Linked DNA regions of Canis lupus: region 2 is linked to region 1. A link is a contact called in public Hi-C data. All regions are on one chromosome and are shown on one strand. The core of a region is the stretch at or near the end of the contact, and the rest is flanking DNA. Distances in the headings are between cores, read along the strand shown. Region 1 has its middle 67 kb from the start of ETS2. Region 2 overlaps LOC119867068 (a long non-coding RNA gene).

What was found. Hi-C and Micro-C count contacts between places; a contact is called where the count stands out from the background.
Region 2: a Hi-C map of blood shows a contact between it and region 1, with 8 times the contacts expected there. The contact joins two enhancer-like sites. A contact is called at or near these places in 2 of 9 Hi-C or Micro-C datasets (both in blood).

The regions. Positions count from the first base shown.
Region 1 is chr31:33,451,602-33,456,811 of UU_Cfam_GSD_1.0, reverse strand. No RefSeq gene overlaps it. Among named protein-coding and RNA genes, the nearest start is that of ETS2, 67 kb to the left of the region's middle. Within about 2 kb of position 2,356, at least 9 of the 20 cell types and tissues checked have an H3K27ac peak or open chromatin away from gene starts, as enhancers often do. A contact at or near this core is called in blood, where this site is marked.
Region 2 is chr31:33,681,161-33,686,229 of UU_Cfam_GSD_1.0, reverse strand. It overlaps LOC119867068 (a long non-coding RNA gene), which reads right to left. Exons shown (of 3, transcript XR_005382403.1): 2 at 1,593-1,708. Among named protein-coding and RNA genes, the nearest start is that of PSMG1, 150 kb to the left of the region's middle. Within about 2 kb of position 3,034, at least 2 of the 20 cell types and tissues checked have an H3K27ac peak or open chromatin away from gene starts, as enhancers often do. A contact at or near this core is called in blood, where this site is marked.

The DNA.
Region 1 (5,210 bases), core at 1,107-3,606:
GAACACCATATTTTGTCAAATTATTTATATGACAACATTAAATTCTTTTTTAAAAAGATTTTATTTATTTGAGAGAGAGAAAAAGAGAGAGAGGATGCACTGTGGGGAGGCTCGGCACAGGGGGAGAGAGAGAGAGAGAGAGAGAGAAGCAGAGTCCTTGCTCAGCAGGGAGCCTGATGTGGGGCTCCATCCCAGGACCCTGGGATCATGACCTGAATCGGAGGCAGATGCTTAACCCACTGAGCCACGTAGACACCCCGACAACGTTAAATTCTTTAAAAAATGACCTTCCCCCCTGATTTCAAGGTGATATATACACAAAGAGACAGGGTACCCTGATGATTAAGGATGTTCTGCAGCCAGAAGCCCGTGTTAGGATCCCATCTCCCCCAGTGACTAGGGGTGTGGCCGTGAGCCAGTGGGTTATTCTCACTCTTCCTTGTTTTCTCATCTGTAAAATGGGAACACTAGTGCCATGTAAGTAAAAATGGCTTTTGTGGGGAATAAATGTTTAAACGCTTTGAGCTGTGCTTTGCACAAAGTAAGTGCTCAACTAATCTTGCCGCAGTTTGGCGAGCTGGAAAGGTCTGGAGAAGAAAATAAAAGTCTCCCATTTTCCAACACATTCCACCTTTTCTTTTCCTACCCATTTTATGACCTGTTTTGAGAGTGTACCGTTTATAGAAAGGTTCCTACCTTTGCCTCACTTAACCATCAGGAACATTTATTTATATTATTTAAATTATTTGTCAACTCTCTGTGCCCCTCCCATAATTATCTTATTTCCCGATTTTTAGATACTTACCCTGTTTCTAAAGACATCAAAACACTTAAAAAAAACCAAACTTAGTTCTACCCTCATTCTATGGAGCTGCCTCTAAACCAGAGAGCCCTTTCCCCCTCTCTGCTAATAAAATCACATGCATTTCTGAAACCCTACAGCGTATGATGTGTTAGATGCAGGACTGTTAAAACACAATGGTAACGACGCCTTTTTATCAGGGTGTTGGGAAAGAGTGATGAGGGCTGAGGAATAATAGCAAGGTAAATGTATGGAGCACTTTTCACGTTCTCAGGGCAGAACCAACCAACCTCCCGCACGTTGCACGCGTTAACTCACACGGCGCAGCCACCTGAAGAGGTGCTTCTCTTTTCATGCCTATTGAACAGATCAGAAAACTGAGACACTGAAGTGGTAATGACTTGCCCATGGTCACTAGTCTAGCAATTTGCAGAGAGGGGGTTTGAACCCAGGAAATTACTTCCTGATTGCTTCACCTACCCAGTCTTCTTATGCAGGCCCTTCATTCTGGGTGTTTGATCGGGAATGCTCTCCTGCTGCTCTCCTTTCTTTGCTCTTTATTGGGAAGACAATGGAAAGGTCAAGTAAATGGTGGTCAGTGGATAGTTTTTCGGAATACAGAGCTTGGATGGGCTTTCCCATAATGAACCAGTTAGGCATTTGGTTTTCTGCTCTCTCATTTAGAGTCGGAGCAAAGTATCAGTGGGTTGCTTCCCATCCTATTTTAAAGTGGGTTAAGGTATAACTTTGGAGAGCAGGACTATATTTTTTTTCAAATAAGCACTGCTTTTTTTACAGAACAAAGGTCTACCTTGCCAAAGCGCACATCTGTTGGGAAGGATGCATGCAGCTGGAAAAAAGAGAAGAACACTCACTGTCTTTTCTGCGTAGGTGTTTTCCAATCAGCCATCCAGGACACAGCTGAGCCACTACTTCCCTTTCCCCCTATTTTGTCCAAATTGAGCGAATAATAGATAAGGATCCGACATCTCCATACACACTCTCGGGGCCATAATAGAGCTGAGTGAGGGGAGAGAAGCCACGTGCATATATAGTCAAGGGGAAAGAAAGGAGCACCGTGTGCCATCCTATAGGTCGTGGGTGCTCCCAAAGCAGAGAGCCTGTTATGAAGTTCACAGGGAACTGTCCACGAACTGGTACAAAATAAAACAGAAAAATAGGCAATGGTGTGCCAGATGATCAGGCTCTTTCTTCCACTTCAGTCTGTCTTCAACTTGACCTGAGCGTGACTGGAAGAGGGGTGTGCTATTCTGCTGCATTTGGTACGCGGCTCAGCCTTGCACCAACATGACTGCCCTGGCAGATGCTGGCTTTTGCTCATTCTTTTCTTTGAGCACCATTGTGAGCCACAGTCCTTGTCATTCCCCAAACCAAATGAGGTTTTTTTTATAACGGTGACTCCTATGAGAAGTTATTTAGAAATTGGAAATGAACCCAAAGGTGTACCTCTCTAGAGAGTTTAATTCTTACAAAGGGCAGGGATCCAGAATACATCTTGTCTTATTGAAAAGAGGAAGCACTTGCCTTTAATTTCGGGTTCACAGAACACTTCCTTTTAGAAGTCTGTTTTTGAAAAATATGCAGACTTAAGCAAAATGTACGTAGCCTGGCTTTCAGAAGAACTTCCTTCCTGAAATTGAACTTTTGCCTACATGGTCTTATTTTATTTTACTTTATTTTATTTTATTTTATTTTATCTTATCTTATATCTCATTTTATTTATTTATTTTATCTTATATCTTATTTTATTTATTTATTTAATCTTATCTTTTATTTTAATTATTTTATTTTATTTTATATTTTATTTTATTATTTTATTTTATATTTTATCTTATTTTATCTTATCTATCTTATTTTATTTTATTTTATTTTATTTATTTTTTTCGGGTTTATTTAAATAGAGATGATAATTACCTGTATTTAAACAGTGATTGGAAGGACCAGATGATCTTTCACTACAAAAAGCCAACTCAGTGAAATAAGTCAATCGGAGAAGGACAAACATTATATGGTCTCATTCATTTGGGGAATATAAATAATAGTGAAAGGGAATAGAGGGGAAGGAAGAAGAAATGGGTAGGAAATATCAGAAAGGGAGACAGAACATGGAAGACTCCTAACTCTGGGAAACGAACTAGGGGTGGTGGAAGGGGAGGAGGGCGGGGGGTGGGGGTGACTGGGTGGCGGGCACTGAGGGGGGCACTTGATGAGATGAGCACTGGATGTTATTCTGTATGTTGGCAAATTGAACACCAATAAAAATTAAATTTATTATTTTTTAAAAAAGGATGTATGAGGAGGCTGAGTGTATTCAATAAAACATTTTGGTCCCTTGGGGGGAAAAAAAAAAAAAGAAAAGAAAAGCCAACCGTAATTTTGTGCAGTAATAGGACACCAGGAAAAACCGTTCACCTTGGATTCGTTTGCATATGGAAGGAGAACTAGTGGGACTCGAAAAGGCTGCTTTTCAATCTTCAAAAAATCGATTTTTAAATCTGAAAGGACCTGCGGGGTTCAGGCTGAAAGGTTGAATCTAAATGAGGCTGGGGTTCGGGTTTTCGGGGAGCGGGCCTCAGCCTGCACTGGGCCGGACCCTGGCCCGCCCCCCCCCCCCCCCCGGGCCCCCGGGCACCTGCCTCCCCTCCCGCCCAGCCGGCGCTGCACCTGCCGCGGGTCTCTATCCCGGGCGCCCGCGCATCCCGAGGCCGGGCGGCTCCCGGCGGCGCCCCCCGCCTGTCGGCCGCTTCTGTGTGCCGGGCCCAGTCTCCTCCGCGGCGCAGACTCACCTGGCGGCTTCCAGAAGCTTCGTCCCCAGCACGGTGTTCCGGAACCTGTGTCAAGTCCCCTCTCCGAGCCACCTGCTTGGAGATGCGGCGTGCGGGACCCGGGAGCGGCACCACTTGCCTCGAGCGCCACCGCCTGGCCAACACGGGAACGACCTCGGCCGGTCGGGGAGCGGCGTCTGGAAACCGGCCAGGTGCAACGTCGAGTTTCTGCACAATCCCCACCCTTACCCGTTTTCTGTAAAGTGGCTGCGATGGATGGTCTCGCTTACTGATGCAGGCATTTTTCTTGTGAATAAATAGACACGTTCCTCTCGCAATAACTTGGATCTAGGGAAATTGAGAGGGGGAACCATCCTGTACCCGCAACCAAAAAATAAATCCTATACATTGCATTCTTTATAAATGCGTTGGATATGATACGCTTTGGTGATATAAAAACACAAGAGCAGGACTGTGAGGGAAACACTCTTTCCTTGCTTTTTTTTCTTTTTCTTTTTTTTTCAGCATTCTGTCTATGGCAGGATCCGTTTAAAGTTGAAAGAGCTCACCCCTGCATGAAATCTTGGCATCCTGGCCCCTCCATGGCTCAGGTACAGTTTAGATTCTATGGGCTGGAGTCAGAATAGACGGGATTGGAAGGTTCCTTTTTTTTTTCTTTTTTAAAGATTTTGTTTATTTATTTACGAGAGACAGAGGGAGAGGCAGAGACACAGGCAGAGGGAGAAGCAGTTTCCCTGCAGGGAGCCTGATGTGGGACTGGGATCCCCGGGATCACACCCTGAGCCAAAGGCAGACGTCAACCGCTGAGCCACCCAGTTGTCCCATGGAAGGTTCTTAAAAGCATGTGTTCACCCCAGTGCAGGTGTGTGTGTGTGTGTGTGTGTGTGTGTGTGTGTACAGATGTACCTGCTATGTGAGCTGACCCCCTGGGGTGTTCAAAGAAAAAATTAAGAGTTCTGTTCATACTTATTTTAAATCTCAAGCTTCAACATTTTTATTTTGCACATACAGTTATGAGAACAGTTGTATATCATTTACAAGTGAGTATTTTGAAAAGTATTGAGAGTGTGGGTTAAGAAATATTTTACTGATAGAAGTTCATGACCAAACCCCACAGGTCTGAAACTGCATTAAAGTTAAGGATATTCTCAATACTGTCCTAACTGGCACTTGGAGGTGACATAACAGACCTGCAGGCAACTGGAATGAGGCCTGGCTGGTGGGTAATTAGCCAGCCTCTTCCTCTGGGTGGGGAGACCAGCAGGGGGTTTAGACTCAGAAAGGGGGTCTCAGGGCTGCCTCTGTCAGTCTCATTATATAAAACCAGAGTAAACCACTTCACATCCGGGGGAGGTTTTCTTTTGCTGGAGAAATGGGTAAAGAGGATCAACCAGGTGTTGGACACCAGGTGGGGTGGGTGTATTGAGGATAACATGTGAACAGGACATTGGGCTCATCTAGGGTGTTTGCAATGGAGATCAACTTTCATTTGAACTGAAAAATTATATAAAATTTAAAAACACAAGATTAAAAATTAATTTTATACACATGATTAAAAATAAAAGATCTAATATACCTAAGAAAAGATGAATTCTAGAGAC
Region 2 (5,069 bases), core at 1,785-4,284, 230 kb before region 1:
CAATTGAGATAAAATAATAGACCTATTGTCCCCAGAGTGCAAGTCTGACTGGTTCTGAGCAAACTGAAGTGCCTCTGTGGATTTTTAGCTGAATGATTTTAGCATGGCTCTCACTCAGATCATGAAATACTGAATTCTTTTTCTTTCCCCATGTTTAAGCTTTGTGAATACAAGCCAGCATGTCTTCATTTTATAAAAATAACTCAGATTGAGATGTTGAGTGAGCCACAGTTCCTTTTTCTCTTGAAACAGTGGGTTAAGAGAAAATGTAAGTCTCATCATAGGAGTTTTCTCTTCTTATTTGCTAGGTCCAAACTGGGTGCACCCAGGACATTATAAGATGACCCACTGGACGAGTTCAGGAAGAAAATTCGAGAATGTCAATCACCTTATAGATTTTTTTAAATAATAAATTTATTTTTTATTGGTGTTCAATTTGCCAACATACAGAATAACACCCAGTGCTCATCCCGTCAAATGTCCCCCTCAGTGCCCGCCACCCAGTCACCCCCATCCCCCACCCTCCTCCCCTTCCACCACCCCTAGTTCGTTTCCCAGAGTTAGGAGTCTTTATGTTTTGTCTCCCTTTCTGATATTTCCCACACATTTCTTCTCCCTTCCCTTATATTCCCTTTCACTATTATTTGTATTCCCCAAATAAATGAGACCATATAATGTTTGTCCTTCTCTGATTGACTTATTTCACTCAGCATAATAGATTTTTTGAGTAGGTTTTATCACATACACAGTAAAATGTACATGAGCATTAAGGTTAGAGGTAAGCACAGTGATTCTGTTACTGATAAGTCAGACCAGGGGTCTGCAAACTTCAGCCCACAAATCAAAACAGGCTCACAGGGGTTTATGTATGGCCTACGAGCTAACAGTGGTGGTTTTTTTTTTTTTTTTTTTTTTTTTTTACATTTTTAAATGATTGGGAAAAAAAACCAAAAGAATATATTTTGTGACACATGAAAATTATAAGAAATTTAAATGTTAGAATCCATAAGTAAAGTTTTATTGGAACATGTTTATGCCCATCCACTTACATATTATCTATGGCTGCTTTTGCACACCTCAGTGGCAGAGCTGAATAGCCACAGAAAGACCAAATGGTCCATAAAGCCGAAAATATTTACTCTCTGGTCCTTACAGAAAGAAGTTGGCCAGCCCCCGCCCTCAGAACACTAGCGTCAGTTCCTGGGATAATATTTTTATATCGACTCACCTTGGTGGAAATAGAGTATTTTTAAGCTGAAAAAACATAACTTCCTTAAATAACTTCCAACATTTGTCTTGGATGACCTCTGAAGGGTTTTTTTTTTTTCCTGAGTCAGCTGGGAGGTGGTAAAGGAAGGGCTGGGAAAAGCTGAGAAAGCTTTTCAAGAAAGTCTTGAAGTCAGATTTTGAGAAGTCAAGAAGCTATACAAGGAGTTGACTTGATAGGACAGGAATGTGTTCAAGGGCAAGCCATCCTTGTCCCCTTCACCTTATCATTATCGTTGTTTGTGTGTTGATACTGGAGTTACCCAGTAGTTAGGGAGTCATCACCATCATCATATTAGTAATCATGCTGCCTATACTATACTTACTGAGCAAGCTCCCTTCCCGTTGGAGCTCATTGTCCTTCATGTGTGTTTATTTCTTCCCATAACATTCCTGGGGGGTGTTTCCATTGGATAAGATTTCTTGTGATCAGTTCACTTCCCTTTGGGCACATGAAAGAAAAACAGACAAACCCTTATCAATATGGGAGAACCTTTCAGCAAAGTCCACGTGGTTGTTCACAGATATTTTTTCTTCTGCAGTTTTTTTTAAACTAAGGAACAGAGTTGAATGACTGGGTCTAGTTGCTGCACTTCAACTTATCCCAAAATGGAACTTTGCTTGTCTGACTCTTTTTTGATCAGCCACTCTGCTATCTTTTGTAAGACAGGTTCCAGGATCCCCGGTTATCTCAAAGGTTTGCTGAGAGCACCACAGGCTTCTACTATGGGGTAAAAAGTTCATCTTAACAGGAGTGTGTGTGTGTGTGTGTGTGTGTCCGAAAAGGAGCTCTAGAGAACCCAGGAGAGAAAATGCATACATGTTTAGAAAACTGGTTACTCTACAAAAATGGGATCTAGGAATCCTGGGAGAGACCCGAGGCCCTGGGGAAGGAAGCAGCCACTGGGGAGGAAAACTTTTTCCTGTAGTCTTCAAGATTCTTCTGGTTGATCTAAGAATTAATTTGATATGAGACAGATTAACAAGAGAAAATCAGATTTAATTACAAACATATTGGGAGTCCACATAAACCTGAGAGATTATGAAGACAATCAGGCAAAATGGGGTACATATGTCATTTTGGACTAAAGGGAAGGGCGTAGGGAAGGCTGGAGCTTCAAAGGGGAAGGAAGGCAATTCACGGAAAGAATGGAAAGGGTAAATGTTTGGTAAACTAATGTTTTCTGGGCCACCCAGAAACAACGAGACCTAGAGAGGACTCTGATCAAACAGACCTTGCTTGGTTTCTCTCTGTCTACCGTACCTAGTTCATTTATACGGAAGTTATCTATTGCGATAGTTCCCTTCCTAGAACTGGTTCTCTATCTAAATTCTTTTAGGAGGTTGGGGAGGAGGCAAAAAACAAAACAAAAACAAACCAACTTTGTGAGTCTCCTGTTTTTTTAAAAATAACAAGTCTAAAATAATCCACACATCAAAGAGACACATTTTAGGGTGGCAAATTTTTTCTGATACTCAGCTTACTCCAAGTTCTGGAAGGAAACAAAAGCCGCAGCTGGATTCTGAGTCTGTCTCATTTACCGACAGGCACTCCCTTCAGATAGTAAGTTGAAAGCCTCCAACTGCTGAGAAAGGAAATGGCCCTGATTGGGCCACTGTACCTTAGAGAGGGTGGAAAACTTTGTTCCAGGGGGAAGAATGTACTCGGTGACATTCACTGAATTCTGACAGCGCAGAAACTGTGTAGCTCTGAGTAAATTTTGCTTAGAAATATTACAGAGGGACCGAAGCACGAGGATGTACAAAAGCAAACTTTCCAGAAAAGCAAAACCACAACAGTGGGCAGAGTGCTCACTTCTCCTTTCTTTGTGTGTTGGTAACCACTCGTGAGATTTCTGTTGAAGCTGGTGATGCCCTTCTCCCCGTATCCAAGAAACACACATCTCTGGGTGTTAGTAACGAAGTGGGAGGTTTCGGTTTTCTTAGAAAACATTTGTGGTGGGGGCGCCTGGGTGGCTCAGTCGGTTAAGAGTCTGCCTTTGGTTCAGGTCATGATCTCCGGGTCCTGGGATCGAGCCCAGCATTGGGCTTCCTCCTCCGTGGGGAGTCTGCTTCTCCCTCTTCTCTGTGTTCATGCTCTCTCTCACTCTCTCTCTCAAATAAATTAACAAAATATTAAAAAAAATTTTTTTTTTAATTTTTTAAAAAAGAAAACATTTGTGGTGACCTGGTGGGGGGACGTGAGGCCCAGACACCTCTGCCCTTTGGAGTGGGGTCCCTCAGGATGCTTAGGTGGTGGTGTACGGCAGATGCGTGGAATGGAGAGCCCCAGCTCCCAGCTGTGGAGACAGGGCATGACACTGTAATCACTTGACAAGGTCTAAAAAAAAAGGGCTAATACTTCTCCTTTCAATAAATATTTAATAGTGTGAGATGATAACATTAGAGGAATACAATTTGAAACTCTAAATCCACCACCCAAATGTGACTATTTCAGTTTTTTGAATTTTAACTTACACATGTTTTAGAACGCTCTCAGGAATGGCACGCACAGACTTTTTGGGGTCAACCTCAGATTACGTGAAATGCATGGCTCTTTCTGTAACCAGGGACACAAAAGCCATGCTCTTTCTTACCCCCAGAATTTGCCTGCTGTGTACTTCTAGGGACAAGCTCAGGACAGAAGATCCTACTGGACTCCCGTGTCTGTACACAGTGCCAATGCAGATGACAATGGAGCCAGGGTCACAGTCCCAAAGCAGATCCGGGTTCTTTTATTTGATGTGTTAACCGAGGTCACGAAGCTGCCCACCCCTCTCCTCACTCTTTATCCTGCTTTCTGTTACCACTGTCAGTGATGAAGAGCTTCTTCTGAAGGATCATCTAAATTATCTCCTGATGGCTTTGCCCTCTGAACCACCTTCCATCCCCGTGTCCTCATCTCCTCCAGACACACTCTCAGGCCAAACAGAATGAGTCAGAAGTGGAGGTGCCACTAGGAAGATGGGGATGCCTGCATGAGTGTGGAATTGTGTGCACAAGCAGGAGTGTGAGTGTGTATGTGAGCACGAGTGTGAGTATGAGGGTGTGTGTGTGAGCCTGTGCATATATGAGCATGTGTGTGAGCATGTGTGTCTGAATCTGTGTATAGGAGTGTGTATATGTGTGCAAGTGGGAGTATGTGTATGAGCCTGTGTATATATAAGTGTATGTGTATGAGTGTGAGCACATGTGAGTATGTGTATGAGCTTGTGTGTATAAAGTTGTGTGTGCATGTGTGGTGTGGTTGTGGCAGGCATGCCCTGTAAACCCATTCATGAAGGCAACTCCCAGCACGGGCTCGGGGCTTCTCTGGGTAGGAGCCCTGCTGTGGACGTTCATTCACGTGGGTGAACAAAGTTTGCTGGCAGATTTTTCTACACTGTGTCATGTTGCCTCACGAGGCACATCTTTTTTTAAAACTTTTATTTATTTATTCATGAGAGAGATAGAGATAGAGATGGAGATGGAGAGAGAGAGAGAGAGAGAGAAGCAGACTCCATGCAGGGAGCCTGACGTGGGACTCGATCCTGGGTCTCCAGGATCACATCCTGGGCTGAAGGCGGCGCTAAACCGCTGGGCCCCCCGGGCTGCCCCATCTAACTCTTGGTTTTGGATCAGGTCATGATCTCAGGGCCGTGGGATGGAGCCCAGCATGGGGCTCTGTACTCACTGGGGAGCCTGCTTCTCCCTCTCCCTCTGGTCCTCCCCCCACTCACGTGTGTGCGCTCTCTGTCTCTCAAATAAATAAATAAAATATTTTTAAAAAGGGGGAAAGTCTTGCATTCTGGCAGAGAGAGAAT